Regions from separate parts of the Mus musculus genome. Here region 2 is linked to region 1. A link is a contact called in public HiChIP or PLAC-seq data. All regions are on one chromosome and are shown on one strand. The core of a region is the stretch at or near the end of the contact, and the rest is flanking DNA. Distances in the headings are between cores, read along the strand shown.

Evidence for each region. HiChIP or PLAC-seq counts read pairs in DNA pulled down with a chosen protein or histone mark.
Region 2: a contact with region 1 is called in an H3K4me3 HiChIP or PLAC-seq map of pro-B cells, with 22 times the contacts expected there. The contact joins the enhancer-like site here to the promoter of Fank1 in region 1. A contact is called at or near these places in 2 of 39 promoter capture datasets (embryonic stem cells and hippocampal neurons) and 4 of 115 datasets of contacts at active chromatin or transcription factors (astrocytes, embryonic forebrain, embryonic midbrain and 1 more).

Annotation. Positions count from the first base shown.
Region 1 is chr7:133,773,693-133,778,246 of GRCm38.p6, forward strand. Fank1 (fibronectin type 3 and ankyrin repeat domains 1) reads left to right here and starts at 3,199. Exons shown (of 11, transcript NM_025850.2): 1 at 3,199-3,278. The coding sequence starts at 3,266. It overlaps Dhx32 (DEAH (Asp-Glu-Ala-His) box polypeptide 32), which reads right to left and starts at 3,111. Exons shown (of 12, transcript NM_133941.2): 1 at 2,910-3,111.
Region 2 is chr7:135,577,561-135,582,010 of GRCm38.p6, forward strand. All of the region lies in intron 1 of Ptpre (protein tyrosine phosphatase, receptor type, E), which reads left to right. Among named protein-coding and RNA genes, the nearest start is that of Mir1962, 14 kb to the left of the region's middle. Within about 2 kb of position 1,596, at least 72 of the 459 cell types and tissues checked have an H3K27ac peak or open chromatin away from gene starts, as enhancers often do. A contact at or near this core is called in hippocampal neurons and pro-B cells, where this site is marked.

The DNA of each region.
Region 1 (4,554 bases), core at 1,949-4,448:
AGAGAACAAAAGCTTGATCAGATCCAAAAAGCTCAAGATCCAAAAACAAAATGAGAGATGACTATTACAAGAAAAGTGTAGCTTTAGCTAAGTGCTCCACTGTAGAGTCCCTCTAGTGGGAGAGAAGTTCTTCAAATGGGCATTAGGCTTCCCCTGGAAGATGTGCTGGGGAGGAAGGAGAAACAGCCAGACACTGCAGCCCCATTACACCACATCACGGATGGGGAAAAGAGCAGAGGGGCAGGCGTTCAGGGGAGCCCAGTGGTTTGAGTCTAGTTTGCAACAGGTTTACCGGGAAAACAGTAAAGCAGATATGGAAACAAGGTTGTATCCTACCTTTGACTGAGCCCCTTAGTGAATTCAGAAAGTAGCAGAGAGTTAAAACCCAAAATTCCTCAAAGCAAAGCGGTTCTCCCAGTTATGACAGTGGGGGCAGGAGACAGAACCCACATGCTCAAGTGATGTAATCCTGGCTGCCCTATTTGCGCTAAATAAAGCTAACCTCTAACTGAGTTGTCTTCAGTTTTCATTCTGGGAGGGGCAGCGATCTAAGAAAAAGAAAGGTTGCACTTTTTAAGTCTTCTGGCTACCTTGTTATTCCCTGCTAAGGCTGCTTTCCTTGGTTTGCTACCTGGACGCCACAGCTCTGTGCACAAAGAAACTTGGAAACTTAAAAACAAAGCAAAAGCCCCCCCCTCCCCAGGGCCTCTTTGATTTTCCTTTGACCAGGAATAACATTCTGAACATGACAGCCAAAGGAAATGGACATAAGAGCAGAAAGAACCCAAAGTGACAATAAAATCTCGAGCATCTTCTCTCAGGGTAAACACATCCCTACTCGGAAGTTCCCATCCACTGAGTAAGTACACTGTGCTAGGTGCTGGAGGGGAAATGTCGTGATGAACACCATCCCCACTCCTCCTCCTAGCCAGTTGTTTCTTTCAAAGGCTCCACATCCCCTGAAGAGCTTGGTTTCACAGTTAACTGTCTTTATGCACGGAGACTTCCTCAACGCCCACTTCTAGGATTTAGGTCTCTTCTAAAGCATTATAAGTTACTCCTTCAGTAATTTCTATTTCCACGTTTTCAATCTTGAAATCCACACACAATGGCCACATTTAGTCTTTATTACCTTAGCATGGAGATCTCCACTCTCATTTAAGGAAAAAAAATCCCTCAATATCTAGGCTACTGATTTTCTGACATTTTAACTTCCTCTCCTGTGTGTGTGTGTGTGTGTGTTGCCAGGTTTGTTTGTGACATTTGCTGTTCCATTATAACCATGTCTTCCTGCATGGGAAAGCGTCATTGTGATTTTGCTTCTGAGAACCAGTGTTTGGGAAATATTGGTACTGAAGCACCCAGAATCTTACTCTGTCTCCTCCGTCCTCTAAGTTACAGGAACCTGAATTTCTCTGTTTGATACTTTAGCCTAGGAAGTTTGAGTTCTGCATAAATCACAGCGCTTGTCTGCACCCATTCGTAAGCCTCCTAGCTTTGACAATTCACCCTCATAGAGAGGGAAGCCTAATTTGGCAGAATATAATAAATGTCCATTTCCATCACAGAATAGATGCTTCTTGGATTCAACTAAGCTTTGAATGACTCCCTGGGGAAAGTAATTCTCCCCTGAGTCCTTGACAGCCACGCGGTAGAAATCTCTCTACTGGCAAAGATGAGTAATCACTTATATGACCCCAATAGAGCTGGCTGGGCCTTCCATTTTTCTCTAGTCCTGTCTATGGCAGCAGTAGGGGTTGATGGAAGGCCTTTAATGTCCAGCGCTGACCGGTAAATCAATCCTACAATTTCCTCTGTTTCTCCGCACTTCCTCATCCCTTTCTTATCTCTTCTCCATTTTTCTTCCTTCCTCTGCTTCCCCCTCTTCTCTCCTTAACCCATGACACTCTCTGAGGTGGTTTGAAAATTCTACACCATACCAGATAAAAATTCCTAGTGGGTTTTTCCCCCCTTCACACCTTTCTTAAAGGAAAACCTGGATCCTGGTCTTTGAAACCAGTATCCTACACAATTTGGCTGACTCAGTGACCCCCCTCTCCCCCCAAAAAAAATCAACAGGAAAAATGAGTATTGTAACACAAACACAAACACACACACACACACACACACACACACACACCAAACTAAACCAATTTCCAAGATCCCACAAGGGGCCCACAGCCTGAAATATGATAGGTGACAGTGGGGATGATAGACAGAGCAGGACTAGGGGAGGAACTGCCCGTAGTCTCAGTAGACAGCCTTGGCCTACTATAGAGGCAGGAGCAGCTTTCACACCCTCACCTAGGCAAACGGATTCGAACACCCCTCTCTGAAACATGTGGTGCAAAGAACGAGTCCTCCAGGAGGAGCTGAGAGCACCCATACTCGGAGTCTTAGGGTCATCCTAGCCTTGACCTGGGACAACATCCCGGTATAGGGTACCCACCCTGGAAAAGAGCTGCCACGCGCAAAGGCCGAGTCCGGACCATGACTTGGGGCAACATCCTGAAGCAATAGCCCTTCACTCTGGAGAATGGGTACTGGCAGGCAAAAGCTGGGTCCTCCAGCAGGAACAGGGTCTATCTCGACTCTCACCCGGGCATCTCCGGGTTCATCCGGACCCTGACCTGGACGGACGCCAGATGCAGGGGTAACCCTGACTCTAGCTTGGGGTTACGGCGGTGCAAAGACCGAGTCATCCGGCTGGAGCAGGGTTTGTTCTGACTCTCACTGGGGCGTCTCAGGTCATCCTAGACTTAACCCACCAGGGTCCAGAAGATCTCAGGCCGGAGCTCCGGTTCTCCTTCCGGAGCTGGGGGCGCCCTCGCCCTCAGCTGTGCCTGGTCGGGCGGGGCCGCAACAGGTGCGCGGCCTCCCTGCTTCCCCGCCGCCTGCCCTGCCGTTACCTGCAGCGGCGGCCGCCGAGGCCTCCCAGAGCCTGGGCGGGAGCTTCCCGAGCCCGGCCGACGTTCGCGTGGTCCCTAGAGGAGCTGACAGAGCGTTCCCGAGCTCGGGGCGCGGCTCTGCTGAAGCCGCCGCGCTCCCGGGTCGCGACCCCCCTGCGCCACTCCCGCCCGTGCGCTGCTCTGCGTTTCCACGTCACTTTTTGGTCCCTCCCTCTCGCCGTCCGCCGGGCCCCGCCCGCCCGCTCGCCTGCCCATCCCCGGTTGTCAGGGCAACCCGAGCGACGCCAGACGAAGACAGGCGTTAGGAGGGCGGCGCCGCCAGGGCTGGGCCCGAGGGCCCCCGGGAGCAGCTGACCATGGAGCCCCACAGTAAGCGGCGGGCTAGGGCCTGGGGTGCGAGCAGAGACCGAGCTAGCCGGGCCAGGTCTCGAACCCTCGGCTAAATGATCCACAGATTCCACAGAGCACGGCTGATGCCCTCACTAGCAATGGGCTTACGAATGGTTAATAGTGCTTCCAGTGTCTTAGTGAACCTCCATGGAGCCTGGGCCTTGAATTTATGTGTTCTTGCCTCTCTTCGATCTTATCCCTAAAGTCTGTGGTATATATAATTCATGTGCTTCCGCCCAGCATAAGATACATAACAAAAGTTTCTCATTCCTGTTTGTCTTAAATTTTCCGTTCTTTGTTATTGACTATTCGTGCGGATGCATGTGTTTGTGCACACGTGTGCAGGTGTCACACAGGTGCACATGCAAGTGTGCCACATTTGTGTGGAACCCAGAGGGGACATTCTGGTGTCTTTTCTTGCCATCCACCTTGGTTTTAAATTTTTATTTTATTTTATTTAATGTGTACAGATGTTTTGCCTGCATGTATATGTCTCTGCACCACTCATGTGCCTTGTGCCTCTACAGAGACCAGAAGAGAGAACCCAATCCCCTTGAACTATAATAAAAGCAGGCTGTGAGTAGGCTTGTGGGTGCTGGGTCCTTTGGAAGAGCAGTCAGTGTTCATGATATTTGAACCACATCTTCAGGCTCCCACCTTGGTTTTCAAGACAGGGTGTCCCACTGACCTAGAGCTCTAGTGAACTAGGCTAGGCAAACCGGCTAGCAGAACCCCAGAGGTGATCCTGTCTCCAGCTCTCTAGGGCTGAATCTACAAATCACACCACCACACTTGATATTTTATGGAGGTTCTGGGCATCAAACTTGGCTCTTTTACTTTCTGCAAGCATTGTTTGCGCGAAGTCATCTCATTAGCCCTGGTTTTTGTTTTGTTTTTAAAAATACTCTTAAGTTTGAGTTTGTCTCCTGCAGCCCAGGCTGACCTTGAGTTTAGGGCAAACTTCGTGACCTAGCCTCCTGAACCAGTGGCTCAGAATCTTCATGGCTCCACATTCTGAAAGTGCTGGGGCTACAGTGCTGTTTTTCATTTTGTTTTGATTGAAACAGAATCTCACTATCTCTCTGGCTAGCTTGGAACTCACTGTTTAAAGACCAGGCTGGCTTCAAATCCACAGGTCCACCTGCCTCTGTTTATGAAGTGCTAAGATTAAAGGCATGGGCTACCACGATGGGCTACAAAGTTGTGTATGATAGATGGCTGAAGATGTGTGCTTTAGAGTTGCTAGAACTGAGGT
Region 2 (4,450 bases), core at 346-2,845, 1.8 Mb after region 1:
ATTTTTATTTTATAGAAATCATTGAAATGAGTGTGACAGAAGTTACCTCTCAGCATCTGAAATGATTGCCAAGCAGATTAAAAGTGCAAACCCAGTGCGAACGGTGGTGGGGGAGGATGCCTTTAATTTCAGCACCTGAAAGGCAGAGGCAGGCAAATCTCTGAGTTTGAGGCCAGCCTGGTCTACAGAGCAAATTCCAGACTGGCCAGTGCTATCCAGAGAAACTCTGTTGAGAATCACAGACAAAGCCAAGATAAAACAAAGCAAAAAAGTACCAATCCACCACTGTTTGGAAGGCGGTATTTAGAGTGACTCACTTTTGAGTATCAGAATGTGGTTTGGGGACATCAGGTACAGAGCACAGCTGTAGAGTCAGACCTGCCCCTGTGGTCCTGGCTCTGCCAATAGATCTTCCTCCTAATGTGAAGAATAACTCAACCCTTCCTGGTTACCTGTGAGGTTTAGGGGTAGGTGGGTGATGCTACAAAGTGTCTAGCGGCATGCTTGCCAGGCCATCGATGGTGTTGCTTCTATTTATTCATTCATTCATTCATTCAAAGGTTGATATGTTGGGAATGTCCACAGTGCTGTGGGGGATGAAAGGATGTAGGAGTGGTGCCTGTCCTTATAGAGAACTCAGTCTCTTGGGAGGCTCTGGCTGATGCAGACAAGATGGAATGTAATGAGAGGTAGGGAAGCTAGTGACTGTCAGAAGCGGGTCAGAAAGGGGACCCGCTCCTTGTACAAGCTTGTGGGTCCCTGGGGACTCAGGGTCTCATCACTGAAGAGTCAGGGTAGCATATGACATGCTGTTTGTCATGTCGTAGGGCTAGGCAGGCCCTCTTGACTGTTGTCTGCTCTGTACCCTGCACCCCCATACTGAAGATATCCATAGACAACTGCAGAAAGGTGCAGTAGTAGGAGGGTGGCATCTACTGGCTCCCTGGTGAGACGGCTCACACCTAGGATGCCCTTGCTGTCCCTTTCCAGTTGCTTGGTCAGCATCTCTGGCCATAATCCCTTTGGGAACATTTTTGCCTTGGACCCATGGATCTGACCTGGTCTTTGACACTCAGCTTCCCAGACTCTGTGCTTCCCCAGTTTCTGTCTGCCTCTGTACTCCATCTGGGCCCTGGAAACCTGGATACCCCACACCTCTCTTCCTGAAGCCCTTGCTCCTGTGAGCTCAGTAATAAACTTGATGTTGTGTATGTTCTGTCCCCCCCCCCCACCGGTTGCTTATCCCAGCTTGTCCAAACTGTGGGACTTTTTCTTGCCCAGAAACGAGCCATCCCACGCAGCCTCTCCTCTGATTGTTCCGGGAACCCTCAGCCTAGCCAGGGGCGGCCATCTCAGTGCAGAGCTATGGGTTTCCAAGAGCCTAGAGCATTTTTTCCCCACGTGTCCCTCACGCATGTGGCCTTCTTTGGAGGCCCAGATGGGCTTCCTTCGGCCCTCACAAATGAAAACCATTAGACATTCAGCAAGATGCTCCAGCTGCAATCTGATTCTTTAGCATCGTTACTGAGGACAGTGTCCTCTTTTTGGATGGGGGCTGGCGGAGGTAAGATGAGAACAGTGTTGGCTTGTTGGGGAGCTGCTTGGAATGCTCCCAGCGTGGAGAATTGAAAATGCATCTTTACAGGCTTCTCCGGGGGGTGTAGCTGGGTACGGCGGGTGAGGGCTGGTAGGGACCGTCAGCTGGCAATGCCCTCCAGACGATGATTTCTCTTCTGACACTGGGCAACAAAATGGGGTGCCAAGGACCAAAGGTCTCCTGGGGGGCTTCCAGGAGAGCCTTGAACTTGAAACTGTCCCGTGTTGCTAAGCACAAGAGTGTTGTTGGTATACTCACCAAGGTAGATACTCAGTTGTTATTGAATGGTCAAGTGGCTGGTCATTTGGGGTGAGATGGACCTTCTTGACTGTTTTGTATGGGGGTCCAAACTGCAGGTGAACAGCCCATACCTAAACATTGTACACTCCAGGTATCAGACATGGCTAGGACTAGAAGAGCCACTGGTTGTCCTTTGCAGTGGTGAGTGTAACTCTCTCCGTGCCTGGTGTCACCTGGGTCCCTTGCTAGCTATCACTGCACTTGGTAGTCCACACACTTTAAGTGCCACTGACCTGAAAACCCAAAATGCTCCCAAATTCCAAACATTCTGAATTCAGACAAGATGCTTTGTGTGGAAAACTCACACTCACACGATGTAGCATCCTGGTCATGATGCAGGTGCACTAAAGAAACAGATGAAAAGGTGCCTTCTGGGGCTGGATGGAAGCCCAGTCAAGCACTTGTCATGTTATCGTGACAACCTGAGTTCTTGGGTCTCCAGACTCCCCCCCCCCCCCCCGCGCCATAAAAAGCTGTGTGTGATGGTTCTTGCTTGTAATCACACACCAAGGTCGCAGAGCTAGGCAGATCCCTGGGGCTCACTAGCCTAGTTGGCAAGCTCCAGACTAGTTAGAGACCCTGTGCTAAACAAATAAACAAAACATCAAAAAAGGTTGAGGCTCCTGAGAAATCAACACCTGAGACTGACATCTGGCTCATGGGCACGTCATGTTGTGTGTGCACTCACACATGCGCGCGTGCACACACACACACACACATGCTGTTGTACAAAAGCATCTAGATACCTGTGTATTCTGTATTTGTGAGACATAAATGAATGTCACGCTTAGCCTTCGGTTCTATCCCCAAGCCAACTCATTAGATAAACTCAAATATTTCAGAAATCCTGGGGGAAGAACAAAAGCTGGAACATCTATGGCCCCAAGCATTTTGGACGAGAGATGCCGAAGCTGTTTTTATTTTACCTTAATGTATTTCTTCTCGTCTCCTACAAGTCTATCAGCAGCATTAGGGGGAAGCTGAGCTGTCTCCCTGATACTCTGGCAGGGCCAGGCATGTGGTGGGTGCTTGGCAGACATGGATGGATGAGTGGGTGAGTGTGTGTGAGAGTGGGGAGGGAACCTGCTGGATTCTTGGCATAAACAGCTTCTCGGAGATGATGGTGGGGGAGACTCTGTGGTCCAGTGTGTATCCCTGGGATGTTTTTAATACTGAATGATGAGAAATACAGGAAAGGTTTGGGTCTTTCCTTCACTGGAGCCCAGGAGTCAAGGAGAAAGCTACCCCTTAGAACTGTGTAGTCATTTGGTAGGGGGAAGAAGATGAACAGAGGTATCTCACCACTCTATCTATGTAGATAAACCATGTAAATGAAATGCCCCCGCCCCCAAGTTTGGTAGACCAGGCCAGGGAGCTCTTTCTTAAAACTGTCATATCACTGTGTGAAGTGAGAAAGTTTGCCCTACCCAGAGGGGCAAGTCACGTGTTCTTAGAGGTTCTGCTACCGGATGGTGACATTCAGTGGCATCCCCTAGTGAGGAAGAGGCCAACTCCCTTGTGGGTGGGGTTGGGTAGATTGGAGTGTGCCTTGCTGGGTAGGGACCTATAGGGCAGGGGTGGGGACAGGATGGGGTAGATGATGTTGTCCTGATGTCCAAGGCTCTGCAGGGCAGGGGTGGGGACAAAAAGGATTATCCTGTTGAAAGCATAGTATCTAGCTCAAGAATCCCTGGGCTATGGTAAGGCCCAGCTATGTCAGAAGTCCGTCTGTCAGCAGGATCCAAGGACTAAGGGACAGCAGAGTGTGTTAGAAACGTTAAATACAATGAATTTGGGGAAGATAGAACTGGGGCCCCAGGTTGCAAAACACCAATGGAGAGGAAATGTAGCTCTGAGAACCAGTTGTGGAGGAAGCCACAGATGGCATCTGCGGCCAGAGATACGGGAACAAGCAGTTAATCTGAATGTCCTGGGCCTTCTTCCTGTAGGGTGCATCAGGGGCAGGTGAACTGCACCATCTAAGGCTGTGCTGAGTGTGGTTCCTTCTCTATACCTGTCACACAACAGCAGAAATGCCTGGATGGACTCAGGTCCTGCGGGAAACCTTCCCTGACTGCTGGCCAGGCCAGGGGGCATCTTCCCTAAGACAGATGTCTAAGTAAATATCATCTCCTAGTGTGATAACATGATCAGCCAGAGTAGGTGCTCAGCAATGCTTTTTAAATGAGTGCACGGTGTCTTTGATAAATGAGTCGCCTGCAGTGAGAAAGGCACTTGCTGAGGGCTGGATCAGCATTTGGACGGTGGCATTCGTGGAACAGCCCACCTGTAATTCCAGCCCATTGGGTGATGGAATCAGGATCCCCGGAGGGAGCTGCACAGTTAGATTAGCCCAATAAGTGGAGGGTAATTGAGGAAGACAGTCGACATTGACCTCTGGCCTCCATCTGCGCATGTGCAGGTACATTCATGTGAGCATGCACACATACGCGGGAGTAAAGTATAGTTTAAAGACAGTAATAATAGTTGTCTGTGTCTGGATGGGATGACAGAATGGAGCTGGCAGATTCACAGAGGCAGAAAAGGATGCCT